Regions from separate parts of the Ovis aries genome. Here region 2 is linked to region 1. The links are chromatin contacts, called in public Hi-C maps. All regions are on one chromosome and are shown on one strand. The core of a region is the stretch at or near the end of the contact, and the rest is flanking DNA. Distances in the headings are between cores, read along the strand shown. Region 1 holds the start of IGFBP5 (insulin like growth factor binding protein 5). Region 2 has its middle 130 kb from the start of TNP1.

Region 1 (6,454 bases), core at 1,549-4,048:
TATTGGTAGAGAGGCGTGGCGGTTGGATGTCGGAGGTCAGCAATTTTGGCCAAAGGAGCCGACACTCTCCTCCCTCTTCTCTGTTCGTTTTCCTCTCTTTAAGTACTGTCGCTGCACCATCTCCGACTTTTGGGAGACCCACCCAAGCTGAAAAACTCCAGCCAGGAGGGCCCACTCCCATCCCATCTGTCTGGGAGGAAGGCGTCAGTTCCAGCTACCGGTCAAGGGCAGCCATCCAGCAACCGGAGCGGATCAGGCACCTGCTTTAGGCGAGGTGGAGTCTTTCAGAGGGGTTGGGATGGGTGGGGGGAGGAGGGGGAGGCCGCTCCGTGCTTCAAGGCACTTTGAAGGTGGGGGCTGAGGAAGGGGCTGCAGAGAAGTCTAAAGGGCATCTCATCTTGCTTGGAACAAAAGCTCTTGTGTGTGTGTTGGGGGTGGGGAGGGGTTGGGATTGAACTGGAAAGTTGGATGCGCCAGTTTGCTCTCCCAGCAATTGCGCGCGCTCACCCTCCACACCAACCACATCACACCAACCACACGGCTGGGCAAATAAAAGTGGGGCCAGAATGCGGCCAAGCGATACCTTGCATACTTTCGCTGTGACCGGATTGTTACCCAGAGCTCTCTCTCCCAAGCCAGGAAATCGATTCATGCCTTTCCCCCCCTCGGTGCCGGTGCTAAGCTTTTCCACACATCTCACAAGATGAAGGGAGGTGGGGCGGGACCGCCTTTGAAAATTGGCTCTTAATAAAAATAACTTCACCAACCGTCCTCAGGGGCCTCCGGGACCTGCACATTGCCCTCTCCCTTTTTTGCTGGCCGTAAACTGGAGAAACGCTACCTCTTGCAAAGCTGGACAGACAAAACCTGCAGGGTTTGCGGGAATCCACGTCGAGCCCAGGAAAGCTCTCGTGCCTCTCTTCTCAACCGCAGACGCACTCCTTTCCTACATGAGAGTGTCTGTAGTTTACAGTTAAGACAACTCGTGTTGGGGTGCTCGTAATGGACGGAGATAGGAGGGAAAGGCATTGTCCCAGTAAGAAGATACCTTACAGAATAAATGCAATTTAGCCAAGTCTTAACCCCTTTGGGGGAGGACCAATGCTCAGAACCCAGACTTTTGTGTATAGTTCATTAAACTTAAAAAAAAAAAATCAAGTAACTTTCCAAGAGGAAGCCGAAGTGTTTCAATTGAACAAGCAGCTCTGTCAACCTTTTAAACTCCAGAACTGAGAATTTGGGGGCGGGGCAGCCTGGGGGCGGGGCTACTTGGAGGTGGAGGGGAGGCGCCTGGTGCGTGGCTTTTCCGTCTCCGCCCCCTTGATTTTGCATTCTGCATTTCCAGGGCCCCTCTTCCATTTACACCACACCCACTTGTGATCTGGCTTGAGAGCTCGAGGGGCGACGCGACAGCGTGGGGGATTAGCACTGGCGGGGAAGCCGCGGTGTCTGAATTTCACATCTCTTCTTGTTTCCCAGCCCTATATCTACCTTTCTTCCTAGGTAAAATCTGAATAGGAGCAGGGGAAAGGAGCTCGATTCAGGAACAGCCAGCCCTGGAACATCAAGCCCACCTTTCCCATTCCTTTCCCTCACTACCCCCACCCCCCCGCCCCCGACTTGCTCCACCTCCCCGCCGCCTCTGAGCTTGCCCAAAGTCACCTTTCCTTTCCTGGGAGGAAAAAGAGATATTTTGCATTTCAGTATCTTTTACATACGACCAGTCAATCGCATCAAGTCAAGAGCAATGAGTGTGCACGTGGGAGGGGCATCAAAGCCCCCGCCCCAAAGGCAAGAGCTACCAAGGGTGCGTGCGTGCGTGTGTTATGTGTGCACGTGAGTGTGCGTGTGCGCCCGTGTGGGGGGGGGGCGGGGTAGGAGAATAGAAACGTCAAAGACGGACTGGTAGGGGGGTGGGGGGCTGGGAGGGACAAAGGTAGAATTAGCACCGAAAACCGGTAACGCCTCTCTCTCCAGGTCCCCAGTTGAAGCAATATTTTAACAAAAGGCATTTTTTTTTCAAGTTCAGAAAAAAAACAAAACCCACAGCATATTGGAGGTGGTGGAGAGGGAGTTGATCATATAAGATGCACACTTTCGGACTGGAGATTGAGTACCTGAGGATTTGCATCTAGAGAAGAAATAGGAGCTCAGAGTCACCGTTTAGTCGAGGGGGGAGGGGTGGGGTGAAGAAGGTGGGGGTAGGGACGAGGAGAAGGAGCGAAAACCCGGAGAGGCTCGGCTAGACCGACTCCTGGGGTAGCAGGATCGGCTGGGGCTCCGATTCCGAAGTGCAGGGACCCTCCCCGCCCTCCTCTCGGCCAGCACCCCGGCTCTAAGCCACTTGCTGGGCAGAGCGCTCGGGGCCAGCCTGTCCCGTGCCCCCCCACAACCACCCCCCCCGCCCCCGCCCGTGCGCCGTGTAGCTCTCTGGCACACGGAGCGCGCTCACCGATCTTGGCTTGCTCGCGGTAGCTCTTTTCGTTCAGGCAAACCCCGCGGCCGTGCAGCAGGGCGTGCAGCGGCTTCTCCTCGTCCTGCCGGGGGAGGCAACGCAGCCCCTGGGCGCAGCGCTCAGTGTAGACGCCGCACGACTGCCCCTCGGCCAGGGCGCAGGTCATGCAGCAGCCGCAGCCCGGCTCCTTGACCAGCTCGCAGCCCAGGGGGCTGGGGGGGCACATGGAGAGGGCTTTCTCGTCGCAGGGCTCGCAGTGCACGAAGGAGCCCAGACCCTGGGCCGGCCCCGCACAGGCGGCCAGAAGCAGGAGGAGCGCGGTGAGCACCATCTTTTCCGAGTCTCCCCCTTTACCTGGGGCGGGGCAGGAGCGCGAGAGTGCAGGGAGAGAGGGGCCAGGAGGGAGCGCGGAGCAATGTTCTTTTTTGAAAAAAATTTCTGGCAGGTAGAGCAGGTGCCCTCCCCCGGACAATTGCAAAATGTAGGGAGCGATGGAGGGCTGGAGTGCCTGCAAGCAAGTCTCAATTGCAAAGATTACAGACTTGCAACAGGTAGGGGGAAAGGGAGCAGCGCCAGGTGCATGCAGAGGAATCGGAGGCTGGAGAAACAAATCCCCTTCCCCACGAGTCTGACCTGGTCAGAATTGCGGCGGGGGAGCCAAAAATGGTTCACCCCCCAACAACCACCGGAAAAAAAGAGCTCGGAGGCTGTGAGAGAGGCAGTGGGGGGGGGGGCGGGAGAAAAATAGATTTCTTCTTCAAAATTTTTGTTTAAAATCTCAAAGTACACCCTGCTCCTTTCTAACCCTCAGCTGCCAGCGGCGCGCGGCTGCTGCGGAACAGGTAAGAGGCGGCGGCTGCAGCCGCGAAGGCGGAGGAAAAATGTGGAAATCAAGAAATTAAAAAAAAAAAAAAAGAAAAAACACACCAAACCCCCAACACCTCTTTTCTCCCACTCTGCTAGCACCTTTTCGAAATTCGCAGGTTCTGCGTGAAGCCCGAAGAAAGGTGCAAACGGAGGAGAGGGTAGTAAAGAAGAGGAGGGGAAAAGGAAAAAAAAGGAAAAAACCCACACCGCTTTGCAGCTCTTTCCTAGCTCTTTTTCCCCCGGCAGAAGTTTCCAAAGAGACTACGGGCTCCGGTTGAGCCGGCGCTTTTAAATAGACGGCCCCTGGCTGCCAGCCAGTTTGTAGCTGCAATTTGAGCTCCCCAACACCCAACCCAGGCAAGGATGCCAAGGAGTACAAACTCACACGGGATGGGGGTGGGGAGAGGCCTTCTAGACACACGGGGGCTCCCCTTCGCTGCCTGAACAGCTCCCTCCTCTCCCTAGAATGGAAGAAAGTGATGAGGGGACGGGGGAGGGGGGCTCGGGGAACAGGGCTGGAGCTGCCCAGAGAGGGAGAGGAGGTGGGGGTCGAGGGGGAGAATTCTTGCAGCGCGGTGGATACAATAAGGAGCAACTCATCTCCCGTCCCTCCCACCCCTTAGCTAGCCAAGGCGCAGGCTGGAGGGAGAAGAATTTTCTTATTAGCCAACTGGATATATAGAGTGCCCAAGAAATGCTACCTTAGCTTTGGGAAATGGCTGTCTGCTGGTGTCTGAGTGACCAAGTAAGGGTGTGTGTGTGTGTGTGTTGGAATGGGTGTTAGTGTAAGATGGCCAGCGATGGGTGGTGAGGGGAAATAGAAAAGAGACACTAAATTCCCCCCTAAAAATCTGGGGAAGGGGATTTAATCTAGTGTTTCTGTTGCTGGTGAAGTGACTGTCTTTGGTTGTAGGGGGAAGGGGCCGTTTTTCTTTAGCTACACTGTTGGCCCAGGGAAGCTCTGTGTGTGTGTGTGTGTGTGTTGTGTGTGCATACTGTGTGTACTTGCACCAAGGGACATTCATAGCAGCAGCATCATAGGCAGCACTGAGCTACAGAGACTGGCACTTGGGAGGAAATGCTGGTTCTGAAAATCGTGCCCGGAGGCCCCCTGTGTCCTGCCCTGCTGTGGGGTTGTCAGAGGCAAGGAAGGCAGAGTGGAGTGATCCTCCCCCTCCAGGTTCTTTGAAAGGAGTATTTCTATGGGGCCACAGCCCTGGAGGGCATAGGTAACAAACCAGAGGGACCCCAGGTTATGAGGGACCCACCTGGGAGCAGGCATAGCCCAGGAATTGGAGCTGCTGGCGTACCACAAGACCAGCAGATCCCGACGGGAAACACCGTGATCCCTTTTCAAACCTCAGAGGATCTCTGGGAATCCTAGGAACCCTTCTTTCCTTAGTGAAAGGAAAGAAAGTGAATGCCTTCAAAGAAGGAAGGTGGGGGTTTTAGTGTTTCCCTGCACTTGGCATGGGGGTGTGGCCTTCGGAGCCCCATCTGAGGGCTGAGCAGCTGTGGCTGTCCTGTTTGGGGGAACTTGGGTCAGCACTGTCAGCCCTTTTACATTTCTCGTTGCTCTGGAAGGGCTCTAACTTCCCTTTGGAGAAGGGGTTGCATTTCATGAAGTTTGCCACTAGACTGCACCCTCCTCTACGATAAGAATTGCTTCTGCTGGTAGAAAATAATTGTCTTCCCGGTTGGGTTCAGAAGCATCTCACTCTATGCTGTTAACACCCTCAGATCCTGATCTCTCTTCCTACTTACCTACTTGCTGAAAGGCACATTTTAAAATCAAGGCAAAAATTTTAAGTTTTCTTTTGTTTATATTGCCAGAGGGGCTTTAAGTGTTGGCTGGGAGAGGGAGGAGGAGCTGTGTGTAATGATTAAAAAAAAAAGCAAAAGCAAGCAAGGCTCGTTAGTATTGCTTCTCCTCTGTGTCTAGGGGCTCGGTAAGGTAGGAGGAAAAGTAATATTCCCAACTCTGGTTGGAATATTTGAGGAGTGAGGGAGATCACGTATTATTTTCCCCTTTGTGTCAGGTTCGGACAGGGTGTTGTGTGTGTCCCGGCCCCTGCTCCTATTTCTGCACCGACTCCGCGGCAAAGCCGGCTCTGGGCACACTGGTAGCATTTCAGATGAATGGGGAGATTGTGGTGCTGCTTCCAGAGAAACATGAGTTGCCTAGTTCCAGCCACCCTCTATTCTGAGAGAGACGGCCTCAGTGACACGTCTTTTTGTCTAGCCGACTTCCAGTGGCTGGAAAGTAAAATGTGTGAAGACAGGTAAAAGGGAGAGGGGATGATTCACAGAGAAGACGAAAAGGGTAGAGAGAAAGGAAGCCAGAGCTGGTCTGTGGGGCAGGGCGGCACGGGGCCAGGGAGAGTGAGAGGGGTACTGTCTCTCCATGGAGAAACAGGCTTATGTCTTGAGAGGTTGACAGTTTGCTGATGGGACAGAATCTGCCATCCAAGGGACCCTCAGGTAGGCAGGCTCCCTGGGAGGGCTTAAGAGAGAACTTTCTCGGTAGCCTGGGCTAGTCTATGGTAATTTGGCTCAAAGATGGGCTCCTGGCCGGATGGCTGTGCCCCTAAGAGCTGGTGATTAACATCTGACAGTGGACTGGAAGGTCTGTTCCAGGATATTGGATTATGGGAGATGCCTTGGAGCCTTTCTTGATTCCATTTTCCCCTCCCCTGAGTTCTGAAGCCTTAGACCTGTCACAAGCACCTTTAGAGGATTGCTTTTGGGGAAAAAAAAGTTTGCATCAATGAATTTAGTTTTGTGGTGGGGAGGAGGGGTGGCACATTTATGCCTGCCAGATTCAAATATTAAAAAGCTGGGGTCCCTTTCCTCCTTCTCTGTCAAGAGCTTCCCAATACTGCTTTCCAGGCAGTATTGATGCCTTTCAACTACATCTTTCTTGGAAAAGTAAGAAGTTAAATATCATTCACTTGTGTCCAGTTCCCCAGAGATCACCTTTTCCCATCCCTTTAAATGATTAACCAAATATCTTAAGAAATGCAACCCAGTAAAAGATTTGTGCTTCTGTATGGACAACTTTTTCAAGGGTACATAGCATTTGTGTTCTATAAAGTTTGAGTCCTTTCCTGTGGTCATTTTTTATGAGTTTCT
Region 2 (6,787 bases), core at 3,398-5,897, 310 kb after region 1:
ATCTTACAGTTTTGGAAGCTAGAAGTCTGAAATTGAGGCATTGACAGGACCATACTCTTTGAAGGAGCTGGTGGAGGATCCTTCTTTGTGTGTTTTAGCTTCTGGTGGTGGCCAGCATCCTTGATGTGTCTTGGCTTATGGACATATCCCTCCAATTTCTGCCTCTGTCTTCACATGTGACTATGTGACTTCTCCTATGTGACTATGTCTTTTTGTCCATTTTTCCCTCTCCTTATAAGGACACCAACATATTAGATTAAAGGCCACCCAAATCCAGTATGAGCCCTACAAAGATCCTGTTTCCAAGTAAGGCCACATTCATAGGTTCTGGGTAGATATAAACTTTGCAGGGACACTGTTTAGTCCACTACAGACCCTAAATGCATCTTTTGTCAGGGAAGAAAGGGGGCTAGAGAGAGATAGTTTGCTGTGTTTTACTCTCTTAAGCTCAGAAAATGACAGCCATTTTCCAGTTTGATGAAGTCCTTAGGCAAGTGGGAAGTCTGATGGTGTTGAGGTCTCCCTTTAAGCTCTCCATACTGGCAGGTCTTCCAGAAATCCCAAGGCTTAAGCCTCCTTGCAATACAACCCAGGAAAATATAAGTCTCATCACTTTGTAAAGAACTCCAAGAAAGAGTATATACAGCTTACATCCTTGATGGACAGGAGAAAGTCAAACTTCAAATGTGATTAATCAAATAAAAATTCTGCCCAAGCTTTGTCAACTCAGTAGGGACAGGGTCATCTACTCTGAATTTTAGCTTAGAAAATGAACTATCAAGCTCAGAAAACTGACTCCTTTTTTTTAAGTGAAAATTTTGGTTGACTTGGTTTATATATTCTTCAATCCTTTTATTTTTCCCCCTTTACCACTCTCATTCTTTCTCCTCTTAATTTTATCTCTTCTGTTTGTTGCTTTTCTCTAATTTTTAATTTCTAAAATTTAAAAAAGAATTTTTTAACTGCCCCTTTCTAATGCTTCTCTTGGCCAGCCTGCTGAAGGGCCAGCTGAGAGGAACTTTGCTTCTCCTATGGGTGCTGACTCATGCTTTCATCCCACTTGCTCCTTTGTAGTCTAGATGGCTCACTTGGTTCATGTATTAATAGATGGAGCTAGAGATGAGAAAGAGGAGATCTGAAAAGGGTAGAGGGCATGGAGGGAAAAATGACACCTCAGAGGAAACAGTGGAAAATGCCAGGAAATGACCGAAATTCAAGCCCTGAGCCCCGCCAAGACCAACAGCAGGAGAAGTGGGAGTGAAAATGGAAAGAACCATGAAAACCCAAGCAGACAGTCTTAGGCTGCATGTAGTAAAAGGGCAGAGTAGATAGTACAGGAAAATGTAGGAAAAAATTGGAAAGGAGAATTGGGGCACAGAAAAAGGCCAGACGACCAGGAGCAGAGGATGGAAGTGAAGCGGAGAGCTAGCTGGAAATTGTGATGCTTGGTCAAGTCTGAAGCATATAGTGTTGGATTTCTGCAAGTGTCCTCCTGTGTAAGTCCTAAAAACTTCTCATAATCTGATCTATGAAGTCTTTGACTTTCTGCTTCCTTTTGCTGGAATGGAGACACTAAATTCACCACACCTTTTAGGTTTTCTAAAGAACAATGTTCAGGCCAGGTGTCCTCGCGTTTCCCTTGGGCTCCAGGACATGGTAGATGTCTCAGTCCTGTCTAGACGGTGGCTGAGGGGTTACCCCTAGAAAGTGGTCAGCTTTCCCATACTGTCTAGACTGCAGTTGGTCAGGTTCTGCAGGAGGCATGACTTGTCTGGAGTAATGTACGATAAGAACAAAGCTTTGAAGGACATGTTTTTTTTTTTTTTTTCTGGTGAAATACCCTCCCTGTTTTTCAGTACCTCATCTCCTCCTTTCCAGACCTACCCTCCTCATGACTCTAAAACTCTGGGCCTTTCTTGACTTTAACCAAGTCAATAAATCCAAGCAAATCTAGCCAAGGATCAGCTGGTGGGGAAGAAGTATTTAAGGTAAGCCGCTTAGGCTTGAGAGTATGTCAGCCAACTGATTCCTGAAATTTCCTTAGAAAGACAGCATTTTGCTGTCCAGTTACTGGAAGTGTTGCAATTGAAGAAACAGTGGTCTGTTCCAATACGAAAGGAAAGTGAATCTTCTGAGCTCATTTGAATATGTTATATGGGTCTGGGTTTGGGACCACATTGAGTGAAATATGTCTCGGCCAAATATAGTTTGAAAGACAAGCAGTTCTGAGCTGAAATGAAGGAAATGCAGATTTCCACTTCATTCTCGCCAAAGTGCAGCTTACTGAATCAGATGATGGGCAGTTATTTCTTTTTCTCTTTGCTGAGGACACATACTAAAATTTATGCAAGTTAGAAGTGAGTTTGAAGGACTCCCCTCTGTCAACACGAGCTCCTCGGTGAGTGTGTGGTAGGAAGAAAGGGTCAGGATGCCTCTTTTCTAAGCACCCCTGGGAGAGACAGGGCTGACTTGGGACTAGGGAATCCACATCATCACCCCTAAACTCTCCTCTACTCCATAGCAGCACACACATGGATGAGAGTGGTCCTGTTGATTCAAAGACATCTCATTTTGTGTCGTTGAACTTTTTAACCAGCAAACTGAATTTTACTCAGACAGGGGTTTCCAAAGGGAGTCAATGCTTTCTGGGCCCCCCTGGCAGAGAACCTGGGTGGGGGCCGAGATTGGTGCAGTGGAGAGGAAGACGAGAGCTGCAGCTGGGCAAACAGAGCCCGCATTGTTCCCCCTGCAGCATCAGCGCTGCAGCCCAGGCCGGGTGCCTCCCTCAGAACGCAGCCAACGAGCTCATGGCGCCTCCATGCTCTGTTTACACAGGTGTCTTCCCTCCCCAGGGAAGCTCAGGCTTTGCAAACATGCGTGACCACATGCTTCCAGGAGATGGATGCTCACATCTGCAGGCTGCCAAGGGGAGAAACTGAGGCCCACAGTGGGGCAGGGGAGGCTTTCGGGCTGAGCAAACCCAGGAGGGGAGCCAGAAGGGCAGGCAGGTGTTGAGTCCCCACTGGCCTCTCTGGTTACCAGGCTGCCTTTGTCTTGTCAAACCTGCTCTTGACAGGGATAAAACCTTTGGATTTTTCACTTCCAGAGACTGCAGCAGCTTTCCATCTACCACTCGGAGCTGAAGCTGGAGCCCCGGGACTGTCTGGGGAGGGGGCTGGGCCAGTGACCCTCAGCCACACCTGTTCAGGCAGTTCTGCCAGCAGTGGCAGGGGAGCCGGGATAGAGGGAGGTCTGGAGCTTGGAAAACACTGTCACATACTTGAAAAATGTCCCCTGGCCCTACTAATACCCATTCCACTCTATTCATACACTTCTCCTCTCCCTACTCCAGTATCTCCTGGAAAACAAACAGAGAAGCCAAAGGAGAAATCCAGCCTGTTCATTTATTTCTGCCTTTTTTTTTTTTTTTTTTCAATTGCCCAATTTCAATTGCTCTCAGCTCCAATGCCCCAGATTCTTTACCGGATACATTGTAAGGAATTGAAAAGAGTGAAAGAACCAGAGAGGAAAAGAGATTAAAAAGACATATCATATTTTTAAAAATGGCCAAGACCAAATTGTGGTATCCAGGCAGGTTAAGCTAGTGCTGAAGCTATAAAAGGGTACCAGGATGCGTCACCATAACAGCCGGGAAAGAGGTCACTTTCAGGGCAGCAGAGAGTTGAGATTGAGACAGGACACATGGAGGGGGTCTGCTTCTTTACCCTGGTGCCGATCACAGTACAGTCAGTGCGCCTTATAATAAGCCGTGAAGTTATACTTTTATTTTGTGTGGTTTTCTGTACTTGTGTTTTATTTCACAACAAAAGGTTAAAATAATTGGTCTGATTCCCAGGAGCTGGATAGCTGGATTCTTTGGGTCCTGGATTAATGTCATGTGCCTCTTTCCACTGACATGATTGTATCATTGGAGCAGCTCTTGTGGGAACCTCTAACGCTAAATTCAGGGGTTACCCCTATGAAAAGAGTATAAGCAGCATGGCAGAACAGAAGGCAGAGCAGGTCTCCCTGTCCCTTTGAATTGGAAAGTGATCAGTGAATTTTCTTCTGCTTTGTCTGCTCTGAATCCAAAATGTTCAGAACACTCACTGGTGTAGCTGACAGGTGACTGATCCAAAGACTTCTTTGCATGAATAAGATCAATGCTGGTGCCCACTTTTCTCTTATGAATCCTTTTGGGGCTGTCTCTACCCACCTACCATCAGGCAAAAATGTGTCCTTCTGTTGTCTCTTGAAGGACTAAAATGGTCACAGAGATTGTCTGAGATTCCGCTCTGACTAACACACATCCTAGGACCTAACTCTTCTGAGCAAGAGACCCATCGGTGCCAGCAAGGCCATCAGAGACACTCAGATATTACCCTGGTGTCTCCAAGTGCATGCATACAATTGTGTGCGTGGCTGTTTAGAATAAGACAGCAGGTTGCTAGGCAATGCGTTTCCAGAAAGGAGAGTGTGAAGAAAAATAAATAAATAAATAGACGACAGGGATGAGATTCAAAGCCTGTTAAAACAAGAGCCTTTGGGTCCAGTTCATTTTGGTTTGATGGGAGTGTCACGGGGATGTCAGGGCTCACTCAGCTCAGGCATGAGTTTCCAGCCCTGCCTTCCAGCTCCTCACCCTCTGTCTTATGCGGTGGGGAAAGCTGAGATGAAATATGGCTCTCTGGAGGGCCATGCCTTTGTGAAAGGCTATTACAGCTGTAACAAAACTTTGGTAATCTGCACTGTATCCCATTACATCTCCAGGCTCCTTGGGTCCCTTCCCAGCCTCAAGGAAAACACACACACCCTTTTTTTCTTTCTTTATTTCTCTTTTGCTCCCTCCCTAGTTTCTACTTTCTGAAAGGTCATCACAGTTGTTCTTTTCACATAGTTTTTTTCCTCTAACATCTGATGGAAATTGGCCTGAGATAGGTAGCAAGGCTGGGTGGTATCTGCTTTAGGATTTGTCCAATTATTGAAGGAGATGCGCAGATCACAGTATGTGGTTGTCACTACAGTATGCTATAACGAGGCTTCCGTAAGCCTTCTTGTCCTTGGATGATTGCTTGCTGCCTAGTAATGAGAACTGGCCCTTGTTGGGAGCCTATGGGTTGTCTTACCCATTTCATGCTTACTTTTGGGGACCAGTCTGGCTTTATAGTGAAGGAAATGAGCTGGAACAAGAATACCTGAATTCCTGCCCTAGCTCCACCAGTTCTGTGTGACCGTGGAAATGCATTTTATTTCTCTATTTACTTATCTGCAAAACAAGGTTACTGATATTTTCCTCACTATGTGAGGGCCAAGAAGATGATCCATGTCTAGAGCTGTAGACAGGGCACGTATTGGGAAACCTTTGATAGTTGTTTCTTCCTTTTTATTTTGGTGTGATCTGAGTTCTTTGGTGATGTGCAGAACATAGTGGGTAGAGCTTTCTTTCCTGAAAACTCAGGGCAACAAAGCTGGTATTGGGGTGCAGACGGAGAAAAATGGGAGTGAGTTTTGAGTTGAGGAACTTGAAAAAGTGGGAGGAGAAACGAAGGCTAGAACAGGGGGCTATTCTAGCTTCAGATGTTCAAGAAGATAAAGAACTCAGGTGTGTTAAAGATTCTGGGTGATCTTGGAGGGCTAGGATGGATATCTGCCCCTAAACAGCTCTTGGGGATGGATTCATGAGCCAGGTAGCTTTACCGCCTCCTAAAAACACAATCTCCCAGGTGAGATGTGTGTAGGTCCTGAGAGCAAGTGTCTTTTAGAATCTAAATCTATACAAGTCACAATGGGATCAAGAGTCACTTGTTTGTATCAAAAAGAGACACGATTGGTTACCTTGAATGAATGATTCTGAACTCTGAGTTTCTCACTGTCTCTTATCTTAAGATAGTCAAAATATTTGGTCGACAAGATGACTGGCATGGAAGCTCTGTGATGCAGAAGCCAAAGTTGTGAATCCAGGCAGGTCTGAGCCCTAGGACCTGCTCCTTGGTCTCTGGTTGTATTAACTGAACTTACTTCTTAAACTCTCTGAAGCAGTTTATTCATTTATAAAAGGGGTATTGTGTCTAGCCAATGGAGTTGTTATGAGAGTTAATTGGAATAAGGGGCCTCAAAGCCTCTATCAGAGTACTTAGCCCGTGGCAGTACTCAACATGCTTGTTAAAGGAACAATGGGGGGAAGAATGAGCTTTCGGTTGATAATTGCATTATTCAGTTTTGAATTTATTCTCCTTTTCTTTTCCTTTCCTCTTTCCTCCCCCACCACCATTTCTTTCTTTTCCTCTTACATTTTGAATCCTCAGGACTGTCTCCTCTGTATCATGTAAGTTCTTTGCCTGTCTTTAGCTACCTTATTCATCTGTCAGTATATCTTGGTATAAGCCATGAAGGGCTGGGAGGGGTACTTACATTTGGACCATGTATATAGAAAACATAAACAGATAAAGAAGTGGCTGCCCTGTTCCACATATGCCTCCTTGGACAGGCTTCTAGGGATAGCTCTGATTCTCAGTACAATTCCCTGACTTCTTTGCTAGTTCTTACGTGTGATGCTCATGTGATTGAGTGTGGAGAGATTGTGTGGTGAAGAAATAGAGCCATAACAAGGGGAGAAATGAACTTATCCACTGGAGGCCATGTGGCACTTTAGAGAAAGAACAGACACAGCCACAAAGAAACATCACACTGTTCTTTGCTGGTAGCCGTCTCCATCTGTCAAACCATACTTGTTTGGCAACTTAAAAATGGAGGAGGTAACTGAGGGGAAGAGAGAGAAGTAGGACAT

What was found. A called contact is a pair of places that touch in the nucleus more often than the background predicts.
Region 2: a Hi-C map of tail adipose tissue shows a contact between it and region 1, with 4 times the contacts expected there. The contact joins the enhancer-like site here to the promoter of IGFBP5 in region 1. A contact is called at or near these places in 3 of 16 Hi-C or Micro-C datasets (muscle, omental adipose tissue and tail adipose tissue).

Annotation. Positions count from the first base shown.
Region 1 is chr2:218,686,044-218,692,497 of ARS-UI_Ramb_v3.0, forward strand. IGFBP5 (insulin like growth factor binding protein 5) reads right to left here and starts at 2,799. Exons shown (of 4, transcript NM_001129733.1): 1 at 2,453-2,799. The coding sequence starts at 2,786.
Region 2 is chr2:218,995,919-219,002,705 of ARS-UI_Ramb_v3.0, forward strand. No RefSeq gene overlaps it. Among named protein-coding and RNA genes, the nearest start is that of TNP1, 130 kb to the left of the region's middle. Within about 2 kb of position 4,648, at least 4 of the 54 cell types and tissues checked have an H3K27ac peak or open chromatin away from gene starts, as enhancers often do. A contact at or near this core is called in tail adipose tissue, where this site is marked.